Linked DNA regions of Macaca mulatta: region 1 is linked to region 2. Evidence: chromatin contacts called from public Hi-C data. All regions are on one chromosome and are shown on one strand. Each heading gives the region's core, a stretch centred on a gene start, on an enhancer-like site or on the middle of the called end of the contact. The rest is flanking DNA. Distances are from core to core; before and after follow the strand shown.

Evidence for each region. A called contact is a pair of places that touch in the nucleus more often than the background predicts.
Region 1: a contact with region 2 is called in a Hi-C map of fetal cortical plate, with 5 times the contacts expected there. The contact joins the promoter of MLLT3 here to the enhancer-like site in region 2. A contact is called at or near these places in 8 of 14 Hi-C or Micro-C datasets (blood, cortical neurons, fetal cortex germinal zone and 3 more).

Annotation. Positions count from the first base shown.
Region 1 is chr15:78,584,570-78,587,269 of T2T-MMU8v2.0, reverse strand. MLLT3 (MLLT3 super elongation complex subunit) reads right to left here and starts at 1,327. Exons shown (of 11, transcript XM_001108646.5): 1 at 1,056-1,327. The coding sequence starts at 1,067.
Region 2 is chr15:78,273,211-78,275,910 of T2T-MMU8v2.0, reverse strand. FOCAD (focadhesin) reads left to right here. Exons shown (of 44, transcript XM_077966008.1): 27 at 1-8. Among named protein-coding and RNA genes, the nearest start is that of HACD4, 100 kb to the right of the region's middle. Within about 2 kb of position 1,395, at least 6 of the 40 cell types and tissues checked have an H3K27ac peak or open chromatin away from gene starts, as enhancers often do. A contact at or near this core is called in fetal cortical plate, where this site is marked.

The DNA.
Region 1 (2,700 bases), core at 78-2,577, 310 kb before region 2:
GCGGTTTTCCGGCGTGGAAGGGTAGGTGGCTGGGACCCAGAGGGACCGAAGGGTTCCTGGCGAGCCCCCTCCCCGAAAGTACCGCGGCGACAGGCACACGCCGAGGAAGTCTTTGTGTACGTGTGTGTGTGCGTGCGTGTGGAGCGCTGTGCCAGGCGGAATGGAAACTACAGGCAGCCTCTGCTGATGGGCACAAACTCCCGTGCTCTTGCCACGGGGTTCGTGCACAACAAAAATGAGACATCGTCACACACACATTGAAACACACACACACACACACGCCCGCAGGAAAACACACCGAGGCATCCATAACTTAAAGCACCCCGCACCCCCCAACTAAAAGCCCCAGGCGATCGGCGAGGCCAGTCGAACCGAGACCCCGCAACACACTTTCAAGAGCCAAAGTGGCTCCAAAGTATCTCCCACCTCCCCCTCAAAAATGAAATTCAGAAAGGCAGGGCGGCGGGCGGACAGCCGCCGAGCCTCGGCTCGCGCTCAGCACCCCCCGGCGCTGGGGCAAAGTTGCGTGCGGCCCCGCCGCTGTCAGCCCCGCACACTCCGGCTGACACACGCGCGCCGCGGAGAACGCACCATCGTAGCGGCCGCGGCGCTTTGCGGAGGTGCGGCCGCCGAGGCTGCTCGCCGCGTCCCCGGACTGTGCCCGCAGCTCCCGGCAGCGGCGACTGAAATATGGCTGAGTTATTATTCGCCTCCTTCCACCGTGAGTGTGTGTGTGAGTGCGCGCGTGTGAGCGAGAGGGAGTGTGTGAGTGCGCTTCTTGTGATTGCAAAGAGGCGAGGAGGGAGGGAGGCGCGGGGGGTGGAGGGGCGAGTGTGAGCGTGTGTGAGTGTGTGTGTGTCTGTGTGTGCGCGCGCGCCGGGGGGGTGGGGGAGGAGGGGAGCGGAGGCTGAGGGAGAGGCGGCAGCTCCCTGCAAGCCGTACCAACCTTTCTCTAATTGGAACCGCGGAGCGCTGGCGCTGTCTGGGCTGCGGCGGCGCAGGGCGAGGAAGGAAAGTGGGGGAGGTCTTTTATTATTATTTTTGCGCGTACTTACCGAGCTAGCCATGCCTGGGGGCCCGGAGGTTTGCTGGGGTGTTGTGTGGTACCCCCCCCTCCTCCGCCCCCCCTCAGCTGTAATTCATGAAGAGGCTGCTATGAATGAGAGCGCGCCCAGGAGCGGAGGGTAGATGGCGGACATTCTCTGCCTTTTTCCCCCCGCGCTCGCTTGCTCGCTCGCTCGCTCGCTCGCTTATTAAACTCAGCCCCAAAAGCAAAAGCAGCAGCAGCAGCAGCAGCTCCAGGGTAAAGAAGATGATTCCGGAGCATGCGCCGTGGCGCCTGACACCCGGGCTCCGAGCCTCGCGGGGCGGAGGGAGGGCTTGCGGGCGGGGCGGAGCGCGCGGGGAGGCCGAGCGAGCGAGCCAGGGGGAGCTCGAAAGAGCCAATCACCTGCCACCTTCCGAAACCCCGGCGGCCCGCAGCGCCACACTGGAAAGCCTTGCTTAAAGTAACAGGTTCCTGCTGCGGGGGTGGCAGGGAGGGGGCGCGGGACTAGGGAGAGCGGCCAGCTGGGGAGCCATCCCAGCCCCTGTGTAAACTCTGCTCGCCCTACAATAAAAAACGGATTAAAACTGCTGGAATGTAGCCACTGCTTAGAGCCCCCAGCAGCCGGAGAAGGGGTGTTAAATCAAGTCCTTAGCTAGCACGCACGGGGAGGAGGGAGTGGGCTTTCTTTTACTTTCCACCACGTATTTCTATGGTTTTGTGCTGAAAAGACAAGAACTCACACCCAAACAAACTTATTTAAAGAGAGAGAGAGAAATGCTATCCTGCAAAAAACGAGCATGAAAATAGCAATCACTGAGGCTGTTCTAACCCGCAACGATCCCCTGGCCCCCTGCCCCATCCACTCACAGGCACCCGCCCACCACCCTCACTCCCCGCCCTCCTGCCACCGCCACTGAAAATTTGAAAATGAAATGAACAAGGGAGAAACAAGGATGCTATTTCCTTGCAAGGGAACGCCTTCCTCGTTGGTAATCCCCGGCTGGGAAGTTTCATAAAGCGGTGCCCAGGTGAAGGCAAGACACCTGGGGGTGCCAGGTACAGACCCTCGGGGACCAGGCTTGGAGTTGTTTTCTTCGGGAGGCTTCCCCTCCTGACAGCCTGCTGAGTTGCATCAGAACGTGGAGGATTTTCCTCTGAGGACGCGCGGGGCAACTGGGAGTCTTAAAATAACAGATAAAGTTAATACTGACTGTAATGTGCGTAAATTGGATTATAATCTTTAGGCGTATTGGTGACAGCCAGCGTAATCCATCTCTGGGTATTAATCCGGTTAGACTCCCCGGTGACAACCAGTCGCAGGAGCGTTCCCAGAGTCGCGCCTCTGCAAATGTTCTCACTCGCGTTGTATTTGGTCTCAGTGGCCGGAGACAGAACAGCGCGGCCACGCGTGGGGCGCGGCGAGGAGTATCAACTACTGGCTTCCTTTAGAAACGCAGACAACCTTTAAAAAGGAAACGGATAAGATCTAGACGTTTGATTTGAAAGTGAAAGATGGGTGTGACTTTGGTTCGTTAAACAAAGATCCTTGCATCTTCCTAGACCTTAGACCTCTTTTGCCGTCTCTTTTCTTTACTCCCCTTTTTCCCTCGCCTTCCAACTTCTTGCTGAACCTTGATTTTTCCTTCTCTTCT
Region 2 (2,700 bases), core at 146-2,645:
AAACTCAGGTACAGTTTATTAAAATATTCCTGCTTTTCTTCTTTGTGATTTTTTGCAAAGGATTTTGTACCCATACACACCTATACATAAACATTGTATCTGAGCAACATGTGTTTGCCAAACTTTCTGAAATGGGCAAGTTGATCCTTTCTTCTTCTTTATGAGTAAATTTATCTATGTAAAATACCATCATGGAGGTGTTCGTGTATTTTAAGAGTTGCTAGTATTAAAGTGATTGGTTACTTGAAAATCATTTCATGCTTAGATGAAAGCCCCAGGTACCTACGTGTGGTGGACATGAGAAAAGTCTAATCTCATGGTGCTGTAAGTAAAAAGCTTCTTTTATTCTGGTTTATATGGGATGAAAATAACTGCCAATCTTTTGTTGACATCACTGTAAAATGAGAGGAGAGGATTGGCATATCTCTAGTGCCTAAGGAGTGTTGGGAATCACTGAATCACCTGAGAACTACATGTACCCAGCTTTAAATATTGCTTTTTTTCCTGTGCCCTAGCCGCATTTTTATAATCTTTAAAGAGTCTTAATCTGTGCATATTATACTGTGTGCTTTGTTCACTTTGATTGCTCATTTTTGGACTGCTAACTTGACCCTTGAATGGAGCTAATGGAATAGACTCAGGTGGAAAATTCCACTAAATCGGAAAGTTTTTTTTAGTGCATAAGTCTACTTTTGTTTTGTTTTTCATACTGCTTATTCTTTATTTTCTAGCAAGTCTTAGAATTTTATGTATCTACATTGATTGTAGTGGGATACAACATGAATATTTGCTTATCATGAATATTTTGATGTCAGTGACTTTTAATTATCCCTGTTTTCCTACATTGGAAATATGATAGTAGGGAGAGGCATTCTGTTGTGATATTAGATTCTTTTTAAATTCCTGGTTGGCAGAAATTAGCTGTCCAAAGGCAAGAACTGGTGTTGGTGTGGATAAACTGGATGACACTATGCTATATTTATTTCAGTTTGAGACCATTAAGTTCACAAACATCAGTATGTGAAACTTTTATGTGAATTGCTATTGATTTGGGGGAATACCATATTTCAGATGATCATTTTCAGCTCTTAGAAACATCTGTCAGATGATTGGGATGATTCTCTTAGTCTTTGAGGCCGTAAGTGCAGTATGGCCAGAATATTCATTTTGTCCTGTTCACCATCACTAATAAACATAGGTCTTGTTCTGGAGATGAATAAAAAACTGCCCTTTGCATGTGATTTGACTGTTACATATCTTATGTGTGTGACAGAACACAAAGTATTTTTAAAGACTTAAAACTTGAAAGTGATTTTTTTCCCTTTGCTAGTATGCTACAAATGACAGTCTCTTCACCATCTGTGTTCATGCTCTTTCTTTGGTATCTTTTCAAGCAACATGTTTTGCAACTAAAAATGAGCCGTGGCAGTTTAATTCGAGGCAACTCATTTCATCCTATTCTGGCTCTGACTACTTTCTTCACTAACTTAGGAGGAGATGCTGCTGCTTTTAGGCTGACAAGCTTGTATTTGTGGTTAACTTAATCATGCTCCCTGGAGAAACCTATGATGATTCCCCCAGAACTCTTGACCCTGCTTCCTAGGTTGTCTTCCACTCCTGTCTGTCTAACTTGAATTCACACCTGAAGGAAACCCTGGGCAAAGACATCAGGAAGCTCCTTCCTTAGCTGAGCACCCACCGAATAACTACAAATTTTAACTTTACCCTAATGTTCCTGTGTTTGATAGCATCCTCCTTCTACTTAGGGTCTGTGTGTTAGTAATGCCATTACTAATATAACTATTCATGGCTCCCACCTTCCCAATTTGTTGGAATTGAGGAATCTCAAATATTTGCCTTTTGATACTAATAAATTTTTTTACCAGGTAGTAACAATACTAACAGATAATTTCATTTTTGGAGAAAGTTTAAATTTTTTTCTAAAAGCAAGTGTTTTGAGAGCTGTTGATTTTGACTAGTCAGTGATATCAAATGTGTCCCAATGTGGTCCTTTAATGGGAACAGAATTAGGACAGTATGTTGTTTTTCAGAGACTAAAAAATCACCATGTAGAAGAGAATTATGAATCACATCTGTAATTGCAGCACTTTGGGAGGCCGAGGTGGGCAGATCGCATGAGCCCAGGAGTTTGAGACCAGCCAGACATGGTGGCAGATGCCTGTAGTCCCAGCTACTCTGGAAGCTGAGGCATGAGAATTGCTTGAGCCTAGGAGGCTGAGGTTTCAGTGAGCTGACATTGTGCCACTGCACTCCAGCCTGGGTGAGAAAGCAAGGCTGTCTCAAAAAAAAAAAAAAAAAAAAAAAAAAGAGAGAGAGAGAGAGAGAATTATGGAAATCATTTCGTTTTTTGCTAAGGCTTTTGAAAAATCTCTTGAATTTAAGTTCCAATCTAGAATTTATTCAGAAGACTCCTGAATATTGTTCCACAGCTTCTTGCTTCTGTCATAACCGCCAGAAAATACAAGTATAATTTCTTTAGCATTTGTTTAGGATATTTAAGTATATTTTACTCCAAAGGACAACTTTTATAGGATTTATTTAGTTAAAGCTATTAAGTCTGTATGTGCGATGCAAGAGATGTGCATGTGGGCATTTGTTTCATTGCAAAAAATCCTTCACCTTGAGCAAAACTGCTGTAGTCTTGGTTTGGGAAAATGTTTTAAAAAGTGCTCTCTGCCT